2 separate regions of the Mus musculus genome follow, and region 2 is linked to region 1. The links are chromatin contacts, called in public Hi-C maps. All regions are on one chromosome and are shown on one strand. Each heading gives the region's core, a stretch centred on a gene start, on an enhancer-like site or on the middle of the called end of the contact. The rest is flanking DNA. Distances are from core to core; before and after follow the strand shown. Region 1 holds the start of Slc1a4 (solute carrier family 1 (glutamate/neutral amino acid transporter), member 4). Region 2 holds the start of B3gnt2 (UDP-GlcNAc:betaGal beta-1,3-N-acetylglucosaminyltransferase 2).

Evidence for each region. Hi-C and Micro-C count contacts between places; a contact is called where the count stands out from the background.
Region 2: a Hi-C map of B cells shows a contact between it and region 1, with 5 read pairs. The contact joins the promoter of B3gnt2 here to the promoter of Slc1a4 in region 1. A contact is called at or near these places in 2 of 39 promoter capture datasets (both in liver) and 1 of 484 Hi-C or Micro-C datasets (B cells).

What each region holds. Positions count from the first base shown.
Region 1 is chr11:20,331,424-20,335,206 of GRCm38.p6, forward strand. It overlaps Slc1a4 (solute carrier family 1 (glutamate/neutral amino acid transporter), member 4), which reads right to left and starts at 1,290. Exons shown (of 8, transcript NM_018861.3): 1 at 523-1,290. The coding sequence starts at 1,049. It also overlaps the pseudogene Gm12033.
Region 2 is chr11:22,857,803-22,861,417 of GRCm38.p6, forward strand. B3gnt2 (UDP-GlcNAc:betaGal beta-1,3-N-acetylglucosaminyltransferase 2) reads right to left here and starts at 1,933. Exons shown (of 2, transcript NM_016888.5): 1 at 1,692-1,933.

The DNA of each region.
Region 1 (3,783 bases), core at 40-2,539:
AGAACGTCCACAACCTGTCCTAAGCCTGAGAGGCAGTCACGTAGCTGGGCAACGGGCTCCACATAACTAACTCCAGTTTTATTATTCTTGGACACATCCATAATTCTGCTGAAAATTGCCAACTTCCTTCCAGACCAAAGGCTGAATCAGAGAAAACCTCAGACTACAAGCTGGATAGCTCCTCTGGTGAAAGTCACTCAATGTCCTGGAAGCTTTGGGGTGATGTAGGGGAGAAAACAGGAACAATTAAAAAAACGAAACAAAACAAACAAACAAAACTGAGAGAGCCCAGTGTAAGGAGTAAAGCACAACTGAGAAGGTATACACTTAACATCCCACCTAACGGAAAATCGGTTCCAGCAAAAAGCTGTGGCCTCCAGTCTTTAAAGGTGTGGCCAGCACGTAGCCCAGACGTAAATATGAAATTTAGTGTTAAGGGCCAACAGTAACTGAATTAACTCTAGGTGATATGAGTGCACGTGGCGTCTCCCGCCGTGCCTTTGGCGGGGTGGAGAGCAGTACCTGAGTAAATCGAGGAAAGAGTCCACTGTCTCTTTGGAGACCGGAGGAGGCCCTGAGTTCTCCAGCCCCAGGCTGCTGGACTGGAGGGTCTGCGCGCCCGCCCCTGGCTTGATGATGAACGCCAGAGCAACGGCGAGAGCCGAGGCGCTCAGCGTGGTGAGGCCGAAGTAAGCAACAGCGATGCCACCCAGACGCCCGAGGGAGCTGGCATCCAGGGAGGCGGCTCCCGACACCAGGCTGCAAACCACCAGCGGCAGGATGATCATGCGCAGCATGCGGAGCAGCATCTCGCCCGGGAAGGCCAGGTAAGTGATCTGGGTGCGGGTGAGCTGCAGCCCCCTCAGCGCCGCGCCCATGCCGGCACCCACCAACACTCCCGACACGGTGAGCAGCACCAGCGCGTGGCGCCGAAAAAAGCTAGCACAGCGCTGCGATTTGCCCATCGCCGTCTCGGGCGTTCGGGGCCCGGCCGCAGGCTCTGCCTGGGTGCCGTCGAGGTAGCCGTTGGTCTCGCCGCTCTTCTCCATGTCGTTGCCCACCGCTCTAAGCGGTAACACTCAAGGAACTTGGAGAAAAGACCGGTTTCGAATGAATGGATCAGGCGGAGACAGTGGCCTGTGCCAGCTGCGGCTTCCGAGCTCTGTGAGTCCCTACAGGAACACTTTTCAGAAAGATAAAAGAGAGACGTGGGTTGTGGGTTGGAGCCCAGGCAGAGCAGACCGCGCCGCGCCCAGCCTTCTTTCAGAGCCGCTGCAGGCTGGAGATGATGCAACGCAGGAGGCACGCTGGAGGCTGCAGCCTAGGAAGGAGGGCGGGGCTTGAGCTCGCCCCGCCCATGTAGGCGCACCTCCGATGTTACGACCAATTAGAACCCTGAATATCCGTTCCCCACCTCCCTGACGTTTCCCAGGTCCCGCCCTTCTCCCACCCTCCGGGAGGCACAGCAAAGAGAGTGAGAGACAGGCAGGCTGGGCTCTCCCGACGGGGCGTGAGGCCATCGGCCAATCCTGTCTCCTGGCAGCTTTCAGTCCTACTGTCCAGGCCTCGGGGAGAGAGGGAGGGGAGCGTCTGGAACGCCTCGGCAGTTCTTCTCCTCAGCTGGTGGAGGAGGGGAGCCCTCGGAGGTTGGTGCCCGCCCTCCGCTAGGGAGTCCGGAACGACCCAACCTCCATCCTGCGGGAAATCCTTTCTTCTAAGGGCTCTGTAGGCTTTCCTGGTACAGAGACAAAGGAGTGGGTGGATGGGGGAAAGTCTCATTGCGTGCACGTACAAGACTCTAGCAGAGCTTTACCCTTAGGTGACCAGCGAGTCCGGGTGGCACTATGCACAGTGCCAAGGGTGAGCCACTGCGTGCACTAGCGCCCTCTGGGGCGAGTCCATTGGACTCTGGGGAGAAGCCTGGTGTGTGCAGGCTGAAGACGTAAAACTCTCCCAGAGAAACAGAGCTCTAACGCCACCACTTTCGGTGGCGTGTCTGCCATGTAACTTAAGCTGAAACACAAGCGGGATTTTAACCACCCCCTTCCGGGTCTCCAGACTTGGCACGCCAACAGTTCAGTCAAGTGTTTGGCCAGTCTGAAAGATGGTTCAATGGATTTTTTAAAAATGCCATTTATTTACTATCTTCCCGGGCCACAGCAGATAAAAAGGGAAACCTTGGCAGTCGTTTATTGTGTTATTTATTTATTTATTTATTTATTTTTCCCTATTCTGCTTTTGAAAAGAACTACCTCCCCAGACCTCCAAGAAAGCCCTAGTTAGGTGTAGCTGAGTTAAAGAGGAAGACAATGTGAAGTAAAGTAATTTTGAAGTATACCATAACAGAAACCTGTGCAAATCAATATGTCCTGTCGAGGTGTAAAACGTCCAATTGTTGAGACAGCAAAGAGTTCCTTACATGAAGCCATTTAGCTGTCATGTACAGCTTGTTGAAATAGGAGCTTATTGGTGGGAGGGAGGTGTGTTCATTAGATGAGGACCTATACATATTTTTATCTTGTTTCCCAGAACATGGTTTACCTCTCTGTGCAAGGATGGATGATTCCTACAGACCCATGTTCCTCATTTCCAGGTAGCTCTGCCTCCTTTTTCCTAAGCTGCTGCTTTTATGCAAAAGACTGAAGTCATGTTCCAGAAGTGGGTTTCCAATTGCCTGCTTTACAGCTCCACCCAGACATTCTGCAGCATCTCAGCTCAGCATATTCCGAATCAGATTTGTGATTGTCTCCTCCAGCCTGTTACTGCTATCATTATGATCTGCCTCTGTGAACCTTCATGTTTAAGTTTTCTCTAGTCTGATCTGTTGTTAAGCCCCATGACTCATGTTGAAATGTCCTTTCTCTCCTCTACTTCCACTAGCCATGCTGTTGACTGCATGCTAGTGCTTGACAAATTCTTCCTTTGTGGCCCAAGCAGGCCTTGAACTCAGAATCTCCCCTGCCTCTATGTAGAGATTTGGTTTGTTGCTATGTATTGTAATGCTAAATACTGGCCCTTGTTGCCTAGGGGACTAGAAGATCCTCACAGTACATCAACGTGATACTATGTAACCTTGCCCCTCAAGTTATCCCTGATTGGTCAATAAAGATGCAGACAGCCTATAGCTGGGCAGAAGAGAGGCAGGTGAGGTTTCAGTTCCTGGGCTTGGGGTCTGAGGCAGGACCATGAGAGGGAGGAAAGAAGGTGGAGAGAGGAGACACCAGGGGATAGGTAAATCATGAAAACATGGCCATAAAGGCTAGCCAGTTCAAGTAAGAGCAGCCTAGGCAGAACGTGGCAAGTTATATCTCGGGGTCATTGATAGGGAAGTAGGCAAAATAGCTTAGAGGGGCGACATCTGCCCAGCTCTAGTGCTTTAAAGGCTTCTTTTTTTTTTTTTTTTTTTTTTTGGGTGCAGCGAACTTTATTGATGGTATTCAAGAGAGTAGGGAGGGCTCCCTAGGCCCCTCCTGTTATTATGGGGGTCTGGGATGGAAATTGTGAGGGAGATGCTCAGTGTTGGGGGCCGAGTTGGGATAGGGCCTCTCTTGCTCAGTGTCCTTGCTGGGGTGGGTGGTCCAGGGTTTCTTACTCCTTGGAGGCCATGTAGGCCATGAGGTCCACCACCCTGTTGCTGTAGCCGTATTCATTGTCATACCAGGAAATGAGCTTGACAAAGTTGTCATTGAGAGCAATGCCAGCCCCGGCATCGAAGGTGGAAGAGTGGGAGTTGCTGTTGAAGTCGCAGGAGACAACCTGGTCCTCAGTGTAGCCCAAGATGCC
Region 2 (3,615 bases), core at 683-3,182, 2.5 Mb after region 1:
CTTAAGCATCTTATTTGTCCTTAAAAACAATCTTACTGTCCAAGTATCCCATTCCCGAAACTAAATAGGGGATACAAGCCTCTTAAGGAAAAAAACATTGTCATTTATCAGCACGTGGCAGAGCAAGCCTCTAGAATGGACTCCTAAGTTTAGCAGAGAATCCGACATTTACACAAAAACACTAAATTAAGAACGGCAGGCTGAGTCCTGAGTGGGGAAAGCAGTATTCTACGCCGAGAAAGGAGTTCCAAGCAGATCTGCTGATAAACATATCTGTACACACTGCAAAGGCCGGAAATTATTCGGGCGAGTTCTACAGGGCTCCCGCACACTTCTTTGGTCTTAAAACCTAACCGTATAAAGAGCTCTAGGACCGGCGTAAAAACTCCCCGGGGTTCCATCAGCTTTCATAATCTCTATTCAAAAGAAACAGAAGTTGGACTAGAACAGGAGGGAAGTGACCGGCCTGCCCCTGAGCCGGTCCCCTATCAAGTGCGCGGTCCAAACCCCACAGAAGTGCGCTACGGCTGGGCCCCGGTCCCGCCCTCCTAGCTCCACTCAGGTCCAGTGGCCCTCTCATTAACCATCCCATCACTTTCCGAGGCACAAAGAAGTACCCTGGAAGAACCTGTAATAACACGAAGCCCATTTTCACCCATTGGCTTCGAAACCTGGAAAAAGCTACGGCTTGGCGGGGAGCGGAGGGGGCAGAAGAACAGGTTTAATCGTTTGAAGCAGTCAAGTTGGGAGACCACAGTGGGCAGGGGAGCGAAGGCCAGCCACCCTGTATTTGGGGCAGGAGCGAACATGGGGCCAGCCCAGGTTACCCAAGTGTGCATTACTTTTCAAGATGACCTCGCACGCACTATGACACTAGAGAGGAGTCTTCAGAGCTTCCTTCCCACACAAGACCCGGGAGCTCAGAGGACCCTAGGCGAGTGCATTTGAGCAGGTGCTAGGTGTTACGTCCCCAGAAGGGTCCCAGCCCCTCAGGTGCGCCCACCTGCCAGTCGCAGGGCCAGCTCCCCAGGCAGTCCTGAGTCTAGTTAATCATTCAACGCGGGCGGCGTGGAATATTTTTTAGAGGTCAACGCGAAAGGTTCTCCTGAAGTTTCACAGAAACCAGTCTTTGGGGACCCGAAGATAACAGTGCCAGCGGATGGGGGTGAAAAGCGGCAGCCAGCGGCTCACAAACACCTGATCTGCCCCTGCGGCACCCTAGACCAGCGCAGTGCGCGGGCGGGGCAGAACACCGCCCGCGACGCTCCCCCGCCGCCCAGGCCCGCACCTCGTGCGCGGGGTACAGCGCGGCTCAGGGTGTCGCTGCCCTCTCCCTGTGGGTGCAGGAAGAGCGGAGGTCGAGCAGGTGAGAAGGTCAGGAAGGAGGTGGAGGCCGGGAGACTGGGGAGAAGGTGAGGAGGCTGTAAAGGAGGGGAGAAGGACCAGGAGGTGAGGAAGCCGGACAGGAGAACGGAGACCGGTGAGGATATCCGGGAGGTGAGGAGGCCAGGGAAATGATGTGCGGAGGCCAGGAAAGTGAGACTGGGAGCGGTGAGGGGAACCCGATGGAACGTATGCGCAGACAACGCAGGAGCCACAGAAGAGCGGCGAGAGCGCGGGGCGCCCACACCGGCCGGAACTAGCGCGGCGGGGCGGGGATGCAGGGCCGGTGCCCACCCACCCGGCCCTACCTTGTCTAGGGACACCTCCAGCTCGGCGGGGCGGGGCGGAAGACCGCGGCCGCATCCACGTCCCAGCCGCTCTTGCGGCTCAGCCCCGCGACCGCCGCCGCTCTCGCTCCATGCGCAATGCGCGGACGGGCGGCCCGGCGGGGTCTGGGCGGCTCCGGCTCGCCTCAGCTCCAGCACTTGTTGCCGCGGCGGCCGCTGAGCCTTACTCTCGGCCCCGGCTCCTGGCACCGCCGCCCCCTGCCGCGTCCCTTCGGTCCCGCCCCCGCCCGATTCTCCAATCACACGCCGCGCCACCGCGCGCGTCACCGCCGGGAAGGCCGCGCTCCCGCCCCGTGGCCCAAGTTTGGGAAAGGCCGAACTCGAACCCTCCCGCCAGTTGGCGCCCAGGTCCCGCTGGGACTGCGCCCCCGGGCCCTTCCCGAGCTCTCCGCCCCTCGTAGCACTGAGAAAACCTAAGGCTTCACTGGAGCGCGCGGTGTCCAAAGATTACAGTCTCCCCCGCTCCGCCAGGAAGTAGCCTCCCCCAGAAAAACAGCTGAGACTTGAGTCCCAAACCCTGCTGAGATCCAGGGTCTAGTGTAAACTCTTCAGCTACCAGGGCGTGGCGCTTGGTGAGAATTTGCCAGCCAGCACTGGCATGTAGCTAAGTCTAGACGGCTCCGAGTGGCTTGTGAGCGGGATCCACGAGGGGAGGTGAGAAGAGGGAAACCCAAGTGCACCTGACCTTTGCTCTCAGCGTACATAGTAGCGGCAGCCACCTAGATAGATGCCCAAGGCCTGAGGGTGGTGCCTATCTGGCCTCTTCGGACCTTCAGGTTATGAAGCCATCAAAGACACGATGAGGTCTCCACGTGGTTCCACTCGGGTCTCAGGAAGTCAAGAATGCAAGATGCGGGAGGCGCTGGGTGCGGAGTTCGCTCGGCGACTTCAGAAGTTGGGCTTAGCAAGACATCTGAACGCTGAACCCCCGTGATGCCGCTGGACTGAGCACCAACCACACCCAAGCATGGATCACGCGGGACCCGGAACGGTCCCCCACCCCCAACCCAGCGCCTCCCCAGGCTCCCCAGAGCGCTACGTGCCAAGGTGAGGCCCAGGAAAAAGCCGGGGAGACCGGATGGAGAAGTTGCTCTAGTTTGTAGAGCTGGGTGGGCCGGCCGAGTCGGCACGCCCTCAACACCGAACCTAGAGCCTGGTCCCCACAACCTGGGACGCGCTTGGAAGCTGCTTCCTCTCCCCTCCATTCTTATTGCTAAGGCCTTCGGTCGACCCTCTGGAGATAATCACACTGAGAAGTTAACACTCTACACCTGTTTGCTTTTTTTTTTTTTTTTTTTTTTTTTCAGAAGGCTGTCAGATGGAGTTAGTCAAAGGGATGCCATTGACTTTCGAGCGCTGGAGATTGAATTTCAGCCAGCTCGACCAAGACCACGAAGTCTTACTTACAGCCGCAGAAAGAAGTAAGTGCGAGTTGTTTGGGTTGAGCGCAGAGCCACGTGTGTACGGTCATCCACAAGAAGGAATTCTGAGTCAGTGGTTCTGGAAATGTTAAGATTGACAATCTGCAGACCGATCTGTTCTTATGTTTGTCACTACGTTCCCAAACAACAACAACAACTTGGATTTTTATATGTTCACATAAACTGTTAACCACTGTCACTCTGAACAAGAAAGGAAGAGAAATTGTATGCTTTTCTTGACTCTGAGGAATTTTTTCCCACGATTATATTTATAATTCAGAAAGCCAATAAAAGAAGCAAATTAGAAGTTAGGTCTGTGTACTTGATTAACTGCAGACTGCCGTATTGATATTTAAACGTTGTGACGAGACAAAGCTGGATTCTTGGTGGGCATTTTGTTATTGTATTTCCCCCTTAAATGGCTCTCCGAAGCCACAGACATGCTTTCAAGGATTGCTAGGCAA